Regions from separate parts of the Hordeum vulgare genome. Here region 1 is linked to region 2. Evidence: chromatin contacts called from public Hi-C data. All regions are on one chromosome and are shown on one strand. The core of a region is the stretch at or near the end of the contact, and the rest is flanking DNA. Distances in the headings are between cores, read along the strand shown. Region 1 holds the start of LOC123426289 (reticulon-like protein B8). Region 2 holds the start of LOC123426288.

Evidence for each region. Hi-C and Micro-C count contacts between places; a contact is called where the count stands out from the background.
Region 1: a contact with region 2 is called in a Hi-C map of leaf, with 7 times the contacts expected there. The contact joins the promoter of LOC123426289 here to the promoter of LOC123426288 in region 2. A contact is called at or near these places in 5 of 6 Hi-C or Micro-C datasets (leaf and seedling).

What each region holds. Positions count from the first base shown.
Region 1 is chr2H:359,013,119-359,019,355 of MorexV3_pseudomolecules_assembly, forward strand. LOC123426289 (reticulon-like protein B8) reads right to left here and starts at 2,108. Exons shown (of 7, transcript XM_045110091.1): 1 at 2,025-2,108; 2 at 1,597-1,936; 3 at 989-1,186; 4 at 678-858; 5 at 423-564; 6 at 230-299; 7 at 1-131. The coding sequence starts at 2,075. It overlaps LOC123426290 (U4/U6 small nuclear ribonucleoprotein Prp31 homolog), which reads right to left and starts at 5,089. Exons shown (of 5, transcript XM_045110094.1): 1 at 4,998-5,089; 2 at 4,757-4,827; 3 at 4,555-4,657; 4 at 3,168-3,243; 5 at 2,252-2,612. The coding sequence starts at 4,790. The coding sequence ends at 2,499.
Region 2 is chr2H:358,791,060-358,797,568 of MorexV3_pseudomolecules_assembly, forward strand. It overlaps LOC123426288, which reads right to left and starts at 2,200. Exons shown (of 10, transcript XM_045110089.1): 1 at 1,758-2,200; 2 at 1,261-1,352; 3 at 1,137-1,174; 4 at 863-1,024; 5 at 727-749; 6 at 555-626; 7 at 272-439; 8 at 74-156. The coding sequence starts at 2,010.

The sequences.
Region 1 (6,237 bases), core at 858-3,357, 220 kb after region 2:
CTTGCTCAAGACGCCCTTGTCAAGCTTCTGGTACTGACTCCCAACCAACCCAAGCATGTTGTACAGCACCTCATCGACTTGATCATGATACCTCTCATAGAACACTGGTAGAGTGTGTGCACACACAAACCCTGCACCAGAGCACCAGTGTAAATGGTATTCAGAAAAAAAAAATGTCCAGGTGTTCATCCCTCCTCAACATATTATCAAGTGAAATCATGGTTGTTACCGATGTAGATAACGGTGATGAGACTGAACCAGCTCCCGATGAAAGCGGTGACAACGAACCCGGCAATCACCTGAAAGAAAGAAATCAAGCCTGGTCTGATCCCTACATGTCTGCTACTGCAAGTGCTCATGGGGGAGGACAAACTGATAGGACAGATTTCATCTCATAGACGTTAGCTTAAGGCGCAACATACCATAAGGAACTGCTTCAGGTCTCTTCCACTGGACACATCCTGAAGGCTTCCCAAGAAGTTGTTCACCTGGGCGCCGACAGCGGCACCGATGTTTGCAAACAGCTCCTCTGGCAACTCTACACGGGGCACGTTAGAAGGAGACCTGAAAAAGCAGACACCATACATAAAGTTTTACTGCTTGTGATTATGCTGCCTACCGAAGTTCAGGATGGAGAGCAAACATATAAAAACACTGCAGAATTGGTGCATATATACCCATTGAGCATGCCTGCGAAGCTGGACCATCCGAACTGGATAACCATGCCAAAAACAAGCACAAATGATACGATGGTCAGCAAATGGTAGCCGAGCCACTCGAAGAAGACCCAGGCAGCTGTTGCAACAGCAAGAACGCTGGATGAGATCTTCTTGTTCCTCCACAGTAGCACGTCGGCGGCTGCGGTCATTGCCGCCGCGGGGAAGGAAGCGGACATATCATCAGCAACTCCGTGTCCGATTAATAAGAGGGAGATAAAAGTTGTAGGTTGCGAAAATGAAAATGCCAAGCAAGTATAAGAGGTCCAGACATTTTCCGCCGCCAAGGATGTGGTGGACAGACTTGTGGCCCCCGAAGAGCTTCTTGGCCTGGCCGGAGATGGAGCCCTGATCGTCGATGTCGAACCTGACAGACTTTTGCTTGGGGAGCTTGTCGGCGATGGCGTCCATGATGCCACTCATCATGTTCTCTGTGGCATTCTCAGAGTGCTCTGGCATCGTTCCACACACTGGAAAATACGATCTCCATTCGACATAAAACGCGAGCAAATCAAGCTTCATATTTATTTTCAACATGTCTCTTTTAGTGCCTTTCTCAGAAATGTTGTGAGTAAATCAGATCATTCAAGTAAATCAGGAATTTGCTAATTAAGTAAATAACCTTGATGAAGAACCTTCAAGTATAATTTATGTATAAACTAAAAGGGATTGTAAGATCACTGGAGTGATTAAACTAAAGCATATGCCAATTATCTGAAACTTTGAAGGAGTTAAAGGCTCCTTTTTCTTTTTGTCTAACTACTAGACTAACAACAAATCCAGTTTTGTAAAGCGCGGAAAGGTTAAGGCAAGGTGCTGCATGGTCCGACAAACATGAAAAGAAGGGGGAAATAGCACAAGCTGTGAAAGATGAACTTACCAAGCAAAAGAGGGATCAGTAGGCAACTAAAGCTGTTGATCTTCCGGCGAACTGATCCCACGAAGCAGGCGTTGGAGGGGTACCAATCAGACAAGAGGGGAAAGTTGGGAAATGTCAGGAGGAGAAGAGGAATTCTTTTCTTCCTTTTTTGAGAGAGAGAAGGAGAAGAGGAATTCTTAAGAGCAACTAGTTTGTTGAATGAAAGGGATAGGTGGGCCAGTGGGCTTGCTCGTAATTGGGCTGTGGGCCAGGGCCACATTAGAGCAATAAGTGTGAACTGAGTTTGTCGCCATGTAGTAGCCTGGAGATTCCTTCCCCTAAAATTAGCCTCGAAATTTTCCTACAATTAGAAACAAAAAATGACTAAACTATGCCTTGTACTCAAAATTCTCTCAGAAAAACCCTAAGAAAACTTGAAAGATACTTACTGGTTTGTGATCATGCTTAATAGAACCTACCGTCACCAAACACCACAGCATGCAACATCAGCACCATACATTCTTCATTGTTCTATGTCGATCACAACATGATGGTGAATTACACTTTAAAAAAAAATATTCCTCAAAAAAGGTAAATTACAATTCTGCACCTTGTATGGAGCTCAACTCAGTTGAATGGTATGGAACGATCAAACATTTGGAATGCAACAGTCTGATAAGGTAATTCCAGCGGGTTTTCTGGAAAAATCATCCACGAAGCATAGGTAATGTTGTGTACTGCATGACTTCATACATTGTGTTGTTGTAGTGCGTGAACTGTAATGTTGTGTACTGCATGACTTCATACATTGTGATGTTGTAGTGCATGAACTGTATTTACATGTATATATTTTGCGCGGAAACTGTACTTATTTTACAAATCACGTGGTAAAACTGAGAATCAGGTCCTTCCATTTTCAGATTCTAGCCTCCAGGCCTACTCATCCGAGAAAATGTTCCGTTCTCCGAGAAGTAGGTGTTCTGGGTTCCACTTCCAAGAAGGTTCCCATGTGCCTGTGGGTTTGACAGCTCTATTCCCTGTAAGTGACAGGTAAGGTATATAAGAAAGATGGGAGTGATGCCAGGGATTTTATGTGGTTAAACTGTTTAAAAATAACAAAATAGGGCAATCCAACTAACTGAAACCGTATAATGGCGTCGAGGATGCATACAGCCTACTGATTACCATCTTTACAGAAGGTGCTGAATGAATAAAAGCATGGTCCAAACTAACAGCAGCCATAAAGCTGCCTTGTATACAAGAAAGGAAAAAAGAATATGCAATGCTGTACGGTACCATATTTATGGGTAAACTTACAGTACAGCAAAGTATATCGTTCATGATGACTTCACTCACATAAGCAAAATCTAGGACTTTCTAGTGCAGGAAAAAGACAAAAACAATGGATGCACTGCCTTTTCCGACTCCTCAACATGAACAAGTCAAGCAACAACTACGCAAATACAAGATAAAAATTTACATAGCAATCTAGAGTACCAGCCATGATCCCATGTTAAACAACTGGATTGGCTAAATATCATGCATAACATCAATTACCTATCTTAAAGTGTACCAGGGAAAAATAAACTCACCTGAACTGGTGTAAAGGCCAAACTAGATGTCAGTCCAGATGTTGCACCACTGCTACCATAACTCTTCTCCTTGAATCTAATATTATAATATGGAATCAAAAAGAGATTACAGTGCGTGATATCAAGAAAGAGGTCACGAATTGAAACAGAAACAGCAATTTGAAGATAATTAAGAAAGTTACAGCAGCTTAACAGCTGCCTGCAAGGTTACTGGAACTGGTACAGGGTGCAAATAATCTGTAACATAAAAAATGTGTGCAAACACCTAAATTACCTAAGGTTTGTACAGGGAAACATAGATATAAGGATGGTATAAAACACTACACTGCAAATACTAAGCTCTGGGAATCAAGGTGGGTATAAAACAGTGAAGAGAAAGCTGTTGGAAACTAATTCTTGTTGATGTATTACTTGATAGCTTAAAATTGAGGATCATCTAAGTTACAATGTTTTGCACATTGCCTCTAATAGTTTGAACCAACTTGTGTTGAATTTAGAAACAGTCAGACAGAAAACATTACACTGCAAGTTATGCTGTGTTTTTTGGAGTAAAAGCGCAAAAGACCTCTATTGCCGAGCTAATTAGTAGTCATGTGTTTTAGGCTTAGTAGAACTAAAACTGAATACATGAGGTGCAGTTTTAGTGCTACTAGGCACGAGGATGGAGAGGTTAGCCTTGGTGGGCAGGTGGTATCGGAGAGAGACACGTTTCGATATTTGGGGTCCATGTTGTAGAAGGATGGCAATATCTATGAAGACGTGGGCCACCGAATCAAGGCTGGGTGGATGAAGTGACGCCAAGCTTCCGGCGTACTCTGTGACAAGAGAGTGCCACAAAAGCTAAAAGGCAGGTTTTATAGGACAGCTATCCGACCTGCGATGTTGTATGGCGCGGAGTGTTGGCCAACCAAGAGACGACATATCCAACAGTTAGGTGTAGCAGAGATGCGCATGTTGAGATGGATATGTGGCCACACAAGGAAGGATCGGGTACGGAATGACGATATACGAGAGAGACTTGGGGTGGCACCGATTGAAGAGAAGCTGGTCCAGCATCGTCTCAGATGGTTTGGACATATTCAACGGAGGCCACCGGAAGCGCCGGTGCATAGCAGACGGATAAAGCGTGCTGAGAATGTTAAGAGGGGTCGTGGTAGACCAAACTTGACATGGGAGGAGTCCGTTAAGAGAAACCTGAAGGTTTGGAATATCGACAAAGACTTAGCCATGGACAGGGGTGCGTGGAAGTTAGCTATCCACATTCCAGAGCCATGACTTGGCTTCGAGATCTTATGGGTTTCAACTCTAGCCTACCCCAACTTGTTTGGGACTGAAAGGCTTGGTTGTTGTTGTTGTTGTTGTTGTGGGAAGAATAAAGAAGGCATACTTTTTTGCCACTTTAGCAGCAAGTTTGTTCTGCGCAGCTGAGACACGTAGCCTCCCATTCCCGGCCTGCCCAAGCATGCCATAACCTTCCCCCAAACCATCACCTGGTGATAACAAAATGTGATCATGTCAATATTAAAGTATAGTGTAGCTAAACTAACTAGCAAAATGTTATTCCAATCATACTGTCTAAACCAACTGACCTAATGGGCTCTCCTCTGGTATACCGAATTGCATTCAGTTTGCAAGCTTCATCATATCGTTTACCACATATCTGCAGAACCAAGTTCCCGAGGTCATGACAAGATACCATGCTGTATATGTGATGAATCAAGTTTCAGCACAGAATGCAAATAAGTAGTTCAAGAAAAAATAAATAAGCATACGGGCATACGGCTGTTCAATATGTTTTCTTTGCAAAAAAAAAAGTTGAGAAAAGCTTACCTTTCTTTCATTTTTCAAAGGCGGAGACACCCTCTCTTCTTTTTAGGCTTGGAGTCTGGAACAGGAAGTGGTTTTGGAAGCTTTGCAGGAGGTGGTTCTTGCCACTTCTCAATCTTCTTACGAACTTCTTCTAACAAGTTGCGACCAGCTTTTCTTGTTGGATCACTTCTTATTGAATCGATTCTTGCTGCTAGAGTTGACTTTGCAGCTATAAGCCTGCAAGGACGGGCCACCTTCCATGGCTCCACCCATTGTCAAGCATGGAGGCTAACATTGAAGTGTTGGGCGCCACCATGGGTGCGCTTCTTCCACTGGCTTGCCAACCTTGACCGCTGCTGGACTGCCGACCGCCTTGAGTGCCGCAACCTGCCCCACCCACAGCGATGTCCGCTCTGTGACCAGGCGCCAGAGACCATACAACACCTGCTCCTCGCGTGCCCCTTCGCCCCACAGGTGTGGTATGCAATCCTATCTTGGTTGCGCCTCCCATGTTTGCCGCCTGACAACGACGCCGCTCTCCATGATTGGTGGCGCTATGCAAGGCAGAGCACCCCCAAGCCCATGCATAAGGGCTTCGCGTCCACTGCCCTGCTCGTCCCATGGATGATTTGGAAGCATCGAAACGACTGCGTCTTCGAGGGTGCGCGCCCTTCCATCACTACCGTGATCGCCAAGATCAAGGATGAGGCTGTTCTTTGGGCCAAAGCTGGAGCTTTGTGCCTCCGCGTTCTATTGCCGCAGACCTGGGATGTGCACTAATACCCCTGTAATTGCACTGTAATTTGCCTCCTAGGAGGAGTGTACCAAACCCTATCTTTTTAATACAATGAAACGCAAAAGCTTTTTGCCTTTTCTCGAAAAAAAAAACTGAATATGAGGAAGCAATGTGGGACTATTTAAAATATTTTGCCTTATTTCCCAAGTAGTTGGGCCTGCTAATTAAGTTATATGGGCTGTGAAAGCCTCCGGCTGGGAGACATGAAGAACCGTCTTAACTTCCTCCCTTTATTTATTTCTGCAACAGACGCCTGCTTACGCATGTGTATCATAAAGAAAGTTGGTGCATGACTACTTTTAGTTAGTACATATAGAGCCGAAGCTCCTATGTATCACAAGCACCACTCCAGCCCAAGTGGCAGAAGCACAGCAGGGGAAGAGAACTAGCAACGCATGAGAAAAAATCAGGCCAGGACAATGAGCGAAATAGTTTCATGGACGAAAAAAGGTGGTGAAACAATCC
Region 2 (6,509 bases), core at 950-3,449:
GTGAGCATAGTTTTTCATCTCAAGGGGACATGAACATCCAAGCTTTGTTCAACGGTTTCAGAAATGGTATCACCTTGGTGAGGAACTCGGGAGTGTAGGTATTCCCCCGAGGACCCGTTGGTGGATTCTCCGGCGTGTATTTCCCTGACAGAACACCTGAATACAATGATGGGGAACAGATGATTAAGTAATAATAAATAAAATAAAGATGATTCATGTATCGGACGTTGAGCAGGGAGGGAGGATAGGAAACCCTAATCTAATTCTAAACCTTGGGCAATGGGGGAGTAGGCGATGAGCGTGACGCCGAGCTCATCGCAGGCGGCCTTGACGCCATTCTCCTCGGGCGTCCTGTAGATGAGGCTGTAGTTCACCTGGTTGACGGCGAGCGGGACGCCCCTCTTCTTGAGCCGCGCGTGTGCGTCCCGGAGGCGTTTCTCTGATGTCAAATCATACCATACATACATACATACATACATCCAGTGGGTAATCAACTGTTATCTTCTGATGAATAAGGCATTTCTACTCCACGGCCTGTGAAGATCAGATGTTACCATTGTAGTTGGAGACTCCGACGGCCTTGACGAGACCTTGCTCGTACGCGTCCGCCAGGCCATCAAGGTACCCTGAATGAAATAGTTAACCATGCAAGCAAGAACATCAATTCTGTTCACGCTCCTTGAAATCGATATGAATAGGTCGTATAATAATATTATAATTGGATACCTTCGTTTCCCCATAGCCCTGGCCTGAAAAAACAACAAGTGCTTGTCAGTCAGCAAAAGTCTGAATAATAATTCAGAGCTAGGCAGATGTTGCATCAGAGATTCAGAGACTGAGACGAGGCGGGCGACTGACGGACCAGTGGAGCTGGTAGAGCTCGACGGATGGGAGGCCGAGGCGCTCCAGCGACTTCTTGAGCGCGGAGAGGACGCTGCCACGTCCGAACCTCCAGGGAAGCGCCGCAAACTTGGTGGCCACGGTCACATCCACCGCTCCCTTCTGCTGTCTCTCCCTGATGAAACTGTCATCAACATGCATAACACGTACGCATCCATCAATAGTCATCGATATAATTTCATTCCTGAACAAATTTGTTGAATCTCTGATGGTAAATTATGGGATGGTTTACGTACTCTCCTAGTAGGCTTTCTGAATTCACTGCTCCCATGAGCTGCACGAGGGACACAAGACATAAAACTTTCTCCAAAATTGTGCGTTACTTTGGGGCTCGAGCGAATTAGGGAAATTTGATCTTACCGCTGTGCCGTATACTTCGGCGGTGTCAAAGAAAGTCATTCCGCTGTCGATGCTGGCGTCGAATGCTGCTTTAGCCTCCTTGAGTCTCCTGTCTGCATGCCAAATTAACTTCCTTCTTTTCTTAGGATGGAAACCCATGAGTGGTTGAGTAGTGATAGTCAACTACAGTATGACGCATGCATGGGAAGCATGACCATGGTTTCAGAGCGTTAATTTCGTGGTCACACTTTCTGACTGACCATGCATGTGATGGACGTAGAGTGACCAGGCATGCTGAATTGTAGATGTAGGTAGTAGGTAACACACACACATGACATGACATGACACAGCGCCACGACTACGTGTGCAATTTTAGCAGCAAAGTTTATTTATAAGCAGTTCAAGTCCAATTTCATCGTGCGTTGTCTCGTTGAGGACGTGATGTATGTAGATTTAATTGTGTTATTAAATTATTAGTTGGAGGCAAGAAAAGACATGTGACGAAACGAGTGACTCACCGTCCCACTCGGAGTCGTTCCAGTAGGTGGTGTCGCCCCACGACCATGCGCCGATGCCGAGCTTGCTCACCGCCACGCTGGACTCGCCCAACCTCACCTTGTCCTCCTCCGCCACCTTCGCGCCCGCACCCGCCGCCGCCGCCGCCCTCGGCGGTCGCAGCGCCACCGTCGCTCTCCTCTCCTGCCGCCGGCCGTCCAGCGGGCCGAAGCAGCAACCCACGCCGCGGCCGGCGCCGACCTGCAGCGAAGCCATTCCTAGTCGCGACTTGCGAGCTCCGACTACTGTACTCTGCTCGCTCGGCCGCTGAGCCACCAGCCACCACTCGATCTCTTAAAGAGCTCCCAGCACGATCGGCCGTTGCGCTGGGGCTTAACTAGTTTGTTTGGCCAGGAGGAGAGGAGACGGGGAGGAAAAGGGAGAGGACATGCGGCATGGCGGGTCGCCGGAGACAATTGGCGGCTAGCTCAGATACTTTGTGCGTGTGTGGCTGCCTCGGCCTCGCGCGGACCTGTCTACCAATTCTAGTGTTGCTAGGCACTAGGCAGCTATGTTTCGGAACCGCGACGTGACGCACGTGGACGGTCTGGAGGACCCCCACCTTTTCGTTGCCACATGGGAGAAGAGATAGACGGTCAGCAGTTCCACGCACATGGTAAATTTCATCACTAAAAACATTACTCCCTTCGTCGCGGTTTAAAAGACATGACGTGTATGTCAATTTGATTTATATAAAATATATTGTTTAATATAAAAATTATATCACTAAAAACAGTTTCGTTAGTTTTAACTAGCCAACGTTCGCTACTCACAGCAGTTTGACTGAGAAAACGATGACTGTTTAGTCTTAAATTGTCTTCTACCCCTTAAAAAGAATTTTTTGTCTTCTCTTCCGTATAAGTGTCATGTTAGTATGAAGAAAATTACCCAGTAAAAAAAAGAAATTGTCATGAAAAACGTACGCGGTTGCCATCCTCCTCAGCAAACGTTCGTTAGCTAAGCAGGCTCAAAAGATTTGTTATGTTGAGATATGTAGCACCCGGAGATTGGCATTATGCAATCTAGGAACCTCTGATAATAAGAGTTTCAATGGACTTAAGAGCTGCCCACAAGGGCCCATGGCGCGGTCAGGGGTGGCCGCGCCCCCTGCCCTTGGGGGCTCGGTACCATTTTGCTTTTGATTACTTCGTCTAACAATCACATATATTTCATAAAGAATCATATTAAATTGTGAGGGTGCTTTGATCTTTTTGGATATTAATTTTTTTGTAAAATAAAAACACACAGAAAATAGGAACTGACGCTCGACACTAGATTAATAGGTTAGCCCAGAAAAATAATATAAAAGTGCATGATTAATACTTGAAAAAATATAGGTATGTTGAAGATGTATGAGAAATCCGCCTTTTTTTAAGGCTCTTGGTGAGTAATTTGACAAACCCTGTGGAGGCAAATTATCATCATTCAAAATGCAGAGCAGGTCATCTCCGAGTAACAGGTCACTTGGAATTTCTCCGTTAACTTGCATGGAACAATCAACTCGGAGTCATCATAGTCAGATTTGAGATTCTTGACTGAGAAGAAGCTGAATGGTTGTTGTTGCGAGTGACATCACACTGAATCTTTAGTAAACCATCAAATTAATCTACCATGCAAATTGCGACATTTCATCGGTCAGAGAGGGGTTATATCCTTGACTGTCGTGTGTTAGAGGTTGGAGCCACCCAGCATGGTGGAGGAGAGAACAATGATGTCACCTTGGTCTTCACGTGGGTAATGCATTCTTGCCCTCTATGTATCCCGGAGTCGGCACATGTGCGGTCAGATTTTGATGAAGGTTGAACTTTAAGCCCTTTGAAAGGCATAGCGGTGAGGGGGAGCATTCTCCCCAAAATCGCATATTTTTGTTCTGAACCCCCATCGTGACTATCGCCACGCCTGAGCGACCTCCACCAAATCCTCCTTATCTTCCACATGAAGTGTCGTCGCTGTGATCACCAAGATACGGAGGTTGGAGCTTGCAAAGGGCATTGACGCCTCTTCCTCGACCCCTCTCCCCGTTAACTGGCACATAGGGACTGGTTGTCATCTACAATGACGATAACAAATGTCGCCAACTATGTCGTCGAGTATCCTTCGCTCCAAGGATGGTGAGCATCAAACCCAAGCAAAATGGAGCCCGTGTTGCTCACCCATTTCCTTGGTAGAGGGCTTCCCCTATCAATCCACCCCTTCGTCTAGGACATGTTTAGGTACTATGGGGTGCAACTCCATCGTTCGTTGGCCAATGGGATTGCCCACCTCTCGTGCTTTATTTTGCTTTGCGAGCATTTCTTGGGCACGAAGCCCCACTAGGCTTTGTGGAAGCACCTCTTTTGCACGAAACCCGAAATAGTCGCCCTAGCATATTGCGTATTTGTGGAAAATTCGGGTTGCAAACCATGATGAATAACAATTACTTCGACATGTAGTGGCCCAAGAGATTCAAGAAATGACAGGAAACTTAGTTCTACTCCGTCAACGTGCTAAATCCGACTAGCATGGAAGGATTGATACCATACACTACAGGAGCAACTATGTGCTAGAACTGGTGGAACGCCAAGTCTCGAATTAAGAAATTGTGGTGGTCAAGTTGTTGATGAAGAATATCGAGGAGTGATGTGTACTACACAACTTTATTCTTGTTGACTCTGTTGGGGACAGTAGCATTTTTTGCTCAAGTGGATGACCTAAGGTTTATCAATCCGTGACATGTGTAGGATGAAGATGGTCTCTCTCCAACAACTCTGCAATCAAACACAAGAAATGTCTTGTGTCCCAAACAAATCCAATACAATGGTAAATTGTATAGGTGCACTAGTTCGGCGAAGAGATGGTGATACAAGTGTAGTATGGATAGTAGATATAGATTTTTTTAATCTGAAATATAAAAACAACAAGGTAACAATAGTAAAAGGGAGCATAAATGGTATTGCAATGCTTGGAAATAGGGCCTAGGGTTCATACTTTCACTACTGCAATCTCTCAACAATGCTAAGATAATAGAATCACATGATCATCCCTCAATGTGCGACAAAGAATCCCTTCAAAGTTCATATTTAGCGGAGAACATAAGATGAATTGTTGTAGGTGGTAGAATCACCTCAAAGCTATTATTTCCGATCAATCTATTGTGCTATTCCTTTAAATGTCACAAACAGGCTTAGAGTTTGTACTAGAATAACACCTTTGATACACATCAATCAACCCTAATGTCACCTAAATATGCCAATATCACCTAGAGTATCCATGGGTTAATTATTCGACATGCATCAAACAATTCCGGATTCATTATATTCAATTCAACACAAAGAACTTCAAAGAGTACCCCAAGATTTCTATCGGAGAAAGTAGGACAAGATCGTGTATCAACTCATATGCATAGGTTACCCCACTGTCACCACGGGTCAAGTTGAGTACCAAAACATATAGCAAGTGAATCAATAGAACACCCCATTATCACCACATGTATCCACATGAAATACATACATCAAGTGATCTTAAATCCAATATTTAATTCTACATAACAAAATCTCAAGGGAAAGATTCAATTCATCACATCAAGATAGCAAGGGACAAACACCATATGATCCAACTATATTAACAAAGCCCGTGATACATCAAGATCATGACATATAAAGAACACAAGAGAGATAGAGAGAGATCAAACACATAGCAACTGGTACATACACTCAGCCCCGAGGGTGAACTAATCCCTCTTGGTCATGGAGACCGCCGGGATGATGAAGATTGCCTTCGATGATGATTGGCTCCTTCGACGGGGTGCCGGAACAGGGCACTGGATGAGATTTCTTCGACACAGAGGCTTGCGGTGGCGGAGCGGAAGTTCTAGGTTTATTTCAAATGATTTCTACATTTATAGGATTTTTTACCATTGAAATCACGCTAAATGAAGCCATGGGATGGTCCCAAGCCATCAGGGTGCACCCTAGGGGGGTGGCCATGCCATGATGGCTTGGGGGCACCTAGTGGCCCCCTCTGGTGGTTCTTCACTTCAGTATTTCTTATTTTATTTCTACAAAAAATTGTCAAAAAGTTTCGGGCGATTCCGAGAATTTTTATTTTCCGCATAAAAACAACACCACGGTAATCGTGCTCCAAATAGCATTAGTCGGGGTTAGTTCCAAATAAATAATATGAAGTGCATCAAAACCATATAAAAGTATTGTAAACATAGGAAAATATGATATGAATACTTCATAAATTATCGATATGTTGGAGACATATTAGCATCCCCAAGCTTAATACATACTCGTCCTCGAGTAGGTAAATGATAAAAAAGTAATTTATGAAGCGGGAATGCTAGCATAGTATATAATTTTGATCAATGATAATTCCAGTCACTTTTTCTAGCATCATAAACATCAACTCTTTTCTCATAAAACTTCTCATGATCAAGTAACAAGCTATTCACATGTTAAAGTATCGACCATAAACTTCCTCGAAAACCAACAAACTATGTTTTCAGTCATCAAAAATTATAATTCATCTTATTTTCAGGAAGGGTCTATGTAAGAGCTCTCATTTATCAAATTCCACATACTCAACTATCATTAAGTCTTCCATGATTGCTGACACTCAAAGCATATTTTTAGAACAAAACAATTTTAGTTAAACACATAGGAAGATAGGGGCTTAATGTCTCACCTCCCAAATTATTTATCTCAAGGATAATATCAACAATAATGAATCAT